Regions from separate parts of the Canis lupus genome. Here region 2 is linked to region 1. The links are chromatin contacts, called in public Hi-C maps. All regions are on one chromosome and are shown on one strand. Each heading gives the region's core, a stretch centred on a gene start, on an enhancer-like site or on the middle of the called end of the contact. The rest is flanking DNA. Distances are from core to core; before and after follow the strand shown. Region 1 overlaps DNM2 (dynamin-2). Region 2 holds the start of ILF3 (interleukin enhancer-binding factor 3).

Region 1 (2,881 bases), core at 264-2,763:
CACAAAGGCCCCTAGAGTCCCGGGTCGGTCTTCCAAGGCAGGGCAACTCTGCTTGAGCCTTCTGTCTCAGTCTGGAAAAGCCCACATTTGCTTCTTAAGCTTCTTCGAGTAGAAAAGGGAGAGAGAGAAAAACCTAGCCGGGGTAGAGATTTTCATCCCCGAGGCCAATGTCCCAGGTATGAAAATTCCAGGCCTCCCAGTTCCCTTGGCTGTCACGAACATCGACACTGCCCCCCTAGTCTGTCGGGAGAGCCCCACCCCCCCACTCCGACCCAGGACTCCTCCTTGATCCGAAGCAGCTTCGGGGCAAATGCGGGCACCGGCTCCTCCTTGCATGTCACTAACCAGCTGACTCTCCTTTCTTCTCTTTCCCTGTCCCCCGCCCCGCGTGTGTGGCCCGCACTGTCCCCGGGTGTCTTCCTACCTCGTCCCGCCCTCCGCATGTGACCCAGGACGGGGCTCTTCACCCCGGACATGGCCTTCGAAGCCATAGTGAAAAAACAGATTGTAAAACTCAAAGAGCCAAGTTTGAAGTGTGTTGATCTCGTGGTCTCAGAGCTGGCCACGGTCATTAAAAAGTGTGCCGAGAAGGTAACCGCAGGTTTTGTTGTCCCCTGCGCATTTGTCCCGCATCTCCTCCCCACCCTCCCACCCCCCACGTTAGTCTCCACCTGTGCATCTGGACACTCTGCCTCGGCGGGAACCCCCCTCCCGGGGGCCACTGGTCACTCAGTGCCCTCGCAACTTTGCGTGGCGGCAGAGGTGGGGGTGCTGCAGCGCATGGGTGCTCCCCGTTTCCAGTTTGGGTGCTGCGGAGGGTGGGAGGCCTGTGGATGTTGTAGGGTCTGATCACTAAGCAGGCCGTGGGGGGACGAGCGGCGCTGCCTGGCCCAGAACCCGTAAGGAGGGTCTCCTCACAGTCACCAAGCATGAACCGTTATCAGCATGCAGACCTGCGTGTTCTCATGTCACAGGGCATTTCAGAGGGTTTCTGCTAGGGATTCTGACTGTCGGCTCAGATGTCCCCAACACTAGGGCTTCACCCCACCCTCGGATGGTGGGCTTCTCCGTGCCTTCGGCTCCATTACGATGGGGGAATAGTTTTCTCTAAGGGGGTCCCTCTGAGGTAGATGGCCCAGATGCTGCCCCCACATCCTAGAACAGGCGCTACTCACTCACGAGCTGGGCGAGAGTTCCCACCCCACTGGCCTGGTGGCCTTCATTAAACTAGGTGTTCTTGCTCTCACCCAGTACTGGGCGGAGGGGGTGGCCATCACTGTTGGGCAGCAGACACACACACCCCCAACTTTCTCTTGCCACTTTCCACCTTCGAATCCATTCTCAGCATCTCTGCTCGTGCGTGGGCACCCCTGTCACTCTCTCTGGCACACCGTGCCTCCACCATCCCCTGCTTGTCTCCCAGCTGCAGCAGCCAGGAGACAGGAGTGGGGTGGGGACTCGGTAGGCCCACCCCTTGTCACTCCCCTTCCCCTCATGTTCTCTGTGTGGTTCATGTTGCTTCCTGTGCCACAAGGACTCAGCCAATGCCGCCACTCTACTTCTCCCCCTGCCCCCCAGCTCAACTCCTACCCCCGCTTGCGAGAAGAGACGGAGCGAATCGTCACTACCTACATCCGGGAACGGGAGGGGAGAACCAAGGACCAGGTATGGGCCTTTTGTTTTGTTTTTCAGGTATGATTTATGTGCATGAATCTTTTTTTTTTAATGTGCTTAAATCTTGAGCATAGATTTCCTTGAATAATGGCACATGCATAAACCAAGGTAACCCCCACCTCAGTCAAGGTACCAAACCATTCTCAAAATTCCTGTCCTTTGCCCCTTCCCAACCCCCGGGCCCTGGCAATGACTGGCCTGCTCCTTATCCCTATGTTTTACCTTCTCCAGAATATCACTCAAATGGACTCCTGTGGTCTGTAGCCTCTTGAGTCTGACCTCCTTTGCTCAGCATAGAGCATTCAGGATTCATCCCTGTTGTTTGTGGTGTTGTTGCTAACGCTTGCTGAGTGGTGTCCAGGGGTGGGTGCAGACTACAGCTTATTTACCCATTCGCCCACCAGAAGATGTGTGGGTGCTTTTTATGTTTTAACATTTTCCTTGTGAAGACCGTCCAGGCACACACAAGGATAGAGAGTGGGACAGGTCCCTGCAGAGCTGTGGCACGGGTCTCACCTGTCATGCCGAGTGAGCCCATGGCTGTCCTTTCATCTCTATAGGACTTGTATCTGGTCTGAGTCCCTTTCCCCTGGTTGGTCTGCTTTGGTCTCCTGGCAGGTGTTTGTTCAAACTAGAGCCAAAACAGGCCTCTGTGTTGTATTTGGTTGTGATACCACCTCGTTTTGCATGTCAGTGGAGAAGAAACTGGCTCATTTGTCATTCAGAGGGTCTCCCAGTCAACCTGCACCCCTTCCCCGTGGCTTCTGTAACCTCGAAGTTGTATCAAAAGCTTGAAAGGTGCCAGTTCATATTGTTATTGTTATTGTCAAGAATGGCTGTCGCTTCCACACTCCCATGGCGCCTGGTTGTCCCAGTGCCAGTGCTTCTGGGCTCTATCCCAGGGCTCGGGCTGATGGGGCTCGGGCCTGTTAAAACCAACAACAGTGGCTCCCACAGACAGAGCACCCCAGCATTTTTCAGCAACCCCACAAGGTCCAAGTGGCTGGCATGTCTTATGCTTGAGTGCCCAGAGGCACAGTGAAATGACAGGAAGGGGTAGGGTGTGCTGTAAAGGCCTGTCTTTTACCTTAGATGACATCCCAACTGATGCCTGTGTTTGCATGTGCCATTCTGATGCCCTCACCTGGTCAAACTACCTTTGCTGTTTGCTTGTGGTTTTTCTTTTCTTTCTTTTTTTTTTTTTTTA
Region 2 (2,905 bases), core at 398-2,897, 120 kb before region 1:
CAGCTTCAAGCTCTATTTAGGAAAAATGTCCAAGTGTGTGTGCGGGGGGAGCAAGATGCAGATTATCTACCATTTGTGTGAAAATCAGCAAAAAAGAAAAAAAAAGCACGTCTCTGTGAATAAAACATCGTTGTAGAGATAAGCAAAAAAATCCAACACTGGCTGCCAAGGAGGAGGAAATTGATTTTGTCCTCTCAGACTCTTGCACATTTAACATTTTGTATCAGGTGAACACGTTAAATGTTCAAAATTGCAAATAAAACGTAAATAGAAAAGAAAACCGGTAGATATAGTATGCATCCATTTCTGTAACTATATTTTTACATCTTACCTTTTTAATAAGTTACCATTGAGGCATTTATTCCGCACACAGAATTGTGCTAAGAGCTTTAAAGAAAAATCGTCACCATTTTCTAAGTAAGGAAACGGAGACTCAGAGACGTGGGCTTGTTTTGGTCACACCGGGGGAACTCAAACCTAGAGCAGATACTGGGTCTTGCATCCTTAACAAAGGAGCTTACGTCCCTACGTTTTCGCCAGGAAAATCCATCACTACGCCGAAAGCCTTGAACGACTTCTCACTTTCAGGAAGGAAACCTTTTAATTCCTCGTTCCGAGTCCCGGCAGTTTCTGAACAACAGCCTCGCTCATGACAACGTGCCTAATAAAGACGTCTATCAAGCGCCAGCTTGATTCTGATACTGGAAGGGAGCGTGGCTTACTTTAGGCACAAATCGTTCTGTACATCGGGGATCTCACGAAACGCCCGGGAGTACTCAACAATGGGCTGGAAAAAGAGAAGGCGCTCGGTCCCCGGTGGCTTTATTCAACCACGCCGACTGTGGTTGGCCGAGCGTGTGACTCGCAGATCCGGCTCTCACAGGCAGGATATGAATCCTCCAACTGGGCCTCAGCTTCTCCACCTGTCAAAGAGAGACTAAACGATCCCGAGCAGCTCGGCTCTGCCCTTCGGAGGCCCAGCCCGGCAAGACGACCGGACCCTACACTGGGGGTTGGTGGGACCTAAGAACTGGAGCGCTCACCAGCGCCGATCCCGGGGCAGCAACAAGAGCTGTCCCGCCGCTGCTGACACCTGCACCTCGGGTCTCCTCGGCCTCTAGCAAGAAATGCAAGGAGAGGGGACGAAGCTCTGCCAGGAAACCTCGGACATAGGACGAACCTCCCCGAACAAGACCGTAATCCGGCCGCTAATAGGACACTCACGTGCCAGGCTCTCTGAGCCGTTTCCGCCAACGTACACAGGAGCGACCGGCGTAAGATGGCAGCCGCGCAGGCGCACAGATTCGCAGCTGGGGAGACTCCGCCCCTCGACCCGAATCACGTGGCTACACCGCTCAAAACCGCCATTGAAAAAAAAGAGCGGCGAAGAAGTCACATGACACAGCCTACCAATACAACAAAGGGAAGCGCCAAAGTCCTTGTCACGTGGCCAAGGAAGGCTGTGCAATGGCCACTGTCACATGATCAGGGCCTCGAAGAGATAAACGTTTCGACCCCACGTGACCAGGAACGCAACGGTTGCACTCCGGCCACGTGACTGAAGCCCACCTTATCTCTTTTCGTCGCTCCCTCCCTCCCCGGCTGGGCCTGCGTCAAGCGGCAACGCGGCGGCAGGGGGCGGGGCTCCAACCGATCACGTGGCCCGCACCTCCCCGGCGCGCGCCCGCCCGCCAGCTCGCCCCCGGCCCCGGCTCCTCCTCCTCCTCTTCTCGCCATTGCAGTTGGACTCAGCAGCCCGGTGCGCACCGCGTGGCTTTTGGGGGGAGACCCCGGCGGGCTGTGGAAGGAGGGCGGCGGCGGCGGTTGCGGTCGGGGAAGGGAACGCCGACAAGGTAAGCGTCAATGTGGCGGCGGCCGGGCCCGCTCCCGCCTCTGCCCCTCCCCCCGCCAGTCCTCCCACTCAGCGCGGGCCGGACTGAGGGGTCTCGATGACAAGGCCTGAGGCGCCCCACGCTTCCCGCCTACGGCCGGTTCTCTCGCTTCAGCGCTTGGTTCATTTCTCCTTCGCCAGGCTCGCTCCCGCGCTCGGCCGTTACTCTCCCCCATTGTGCCGAGGAAACAAAATGGCGGCGGCGGCGGCGAGGGCCCGGTGCGCGCGCATCCGCCCCCCCTCCTCGCGGCCCCTCGGCCGGCAGCGGCGCCTCGCGCGGGGGGTGCGCGCGCACCGGGCCCCCGGCCGCCGAATCCCCCGGGCCCGGCTTTGTCTGTTGCGGCGCCCCGCGCGCACGCGCGCACGTGCTGGGAGCACACACCCCCCTTGGCCGGTAGCATCCTGGCCGGCGCGGATGGGGCGACCCCCTCCTCGTTCCTTTCCAGTCTTTGTCCCAGTCCCCGTCCCGGCTTCCAGGAGAGTCCCAGGTTCTCGAGGCGGGAAACGTCGCTGCCTTTGTCCTTACATGGCATGGAGACGCGGACCTCCTCCCTGAAACCCCATTCCCACGCTGATTGCACAGGAGGCCTTTGTCGGTGCATGGGGTTCCCAAATCAGTAGTCAGCCAGGCCTCCCCCAGATCAGGACTCCTTTTGGCGGAGGGTTTAAGCTTTCCGTTTCTTTAGTTCAGGTGTTTCATTGATGATGAATTTTCACCAGAATGCTTAAGATTTGCATCTTTCCTCAAAATGGTGATCTGGTCCGATATGTAGATAAGCCAAAACTTGCAGGATTGTGACCAAAACGTGAGAGATTAAAAAGGTTTTCTACTTTATTTCCTCATATACTTGAGTGAGTGACTGAGTTGAAGTTTTGCCCCAGTTAATCCTGCGCCTGGATGAATTATCTGGGATGTACAGTGATCTGCGTGCCCTCCCCCAGTTAATTTGGGCAGATAAGCCATCTCTTCTCAGTATTTCCAAAATTGGTTGATCCGTTACTTGGGATTCTGCT

Evidence for each region. A called contact is a pair of places that touch in the nucleus more often than the background predicts.
Region 2: a contact with region 1 is called in a Hi-C map of blood, with 1.7 times the contacts expected there. The contact joins the promoter of ILF3 here to the enhancer-like site in region 1. A contact is called at or near these places in 2 of 9 Hi-C or Micro-C datasets (both in blood).

Annotation. Positions count from the first base shown.
Region 1 is chr20:50,821,698-50,824,578 of UU_Cfam_GSD_1.0, reverse strand. DNM2 (dynamin-2) reads left to right here. Exons shown (of 21, transcript XM_038567289.1): 11 at 1,579-1,665. Among named protein-coding and RNA genes, the nearest start is that of MIR199-1, 13 kb to the right of the region's middle. Within about 2 kb of position 1,513, at least 2 of the 20 cell types and tissues checked have an H3K27ac peak or open chromatin away from gene starts, as enhancers often do. A contact at or near this core is called in blood, where this site is marked.
Region 2 is chr20:50,942,544-50,945,448 of UU_Cfam_GSD_1.0, reverse strand. ILF3 (interleukin enhancer-binding factor 3) reads left to right here and starts at 1,647. Exons shown (of 21, transcript XR_005375127.1): 1 at 1,647-1,853. LOC119864747 (a long non-coding RNA gene) reads right to left here and starts at 2,101. Exons shown (of 2, transcript XR_005375128.1): 1 at 1,570-2,101; 2 at 1-1,406.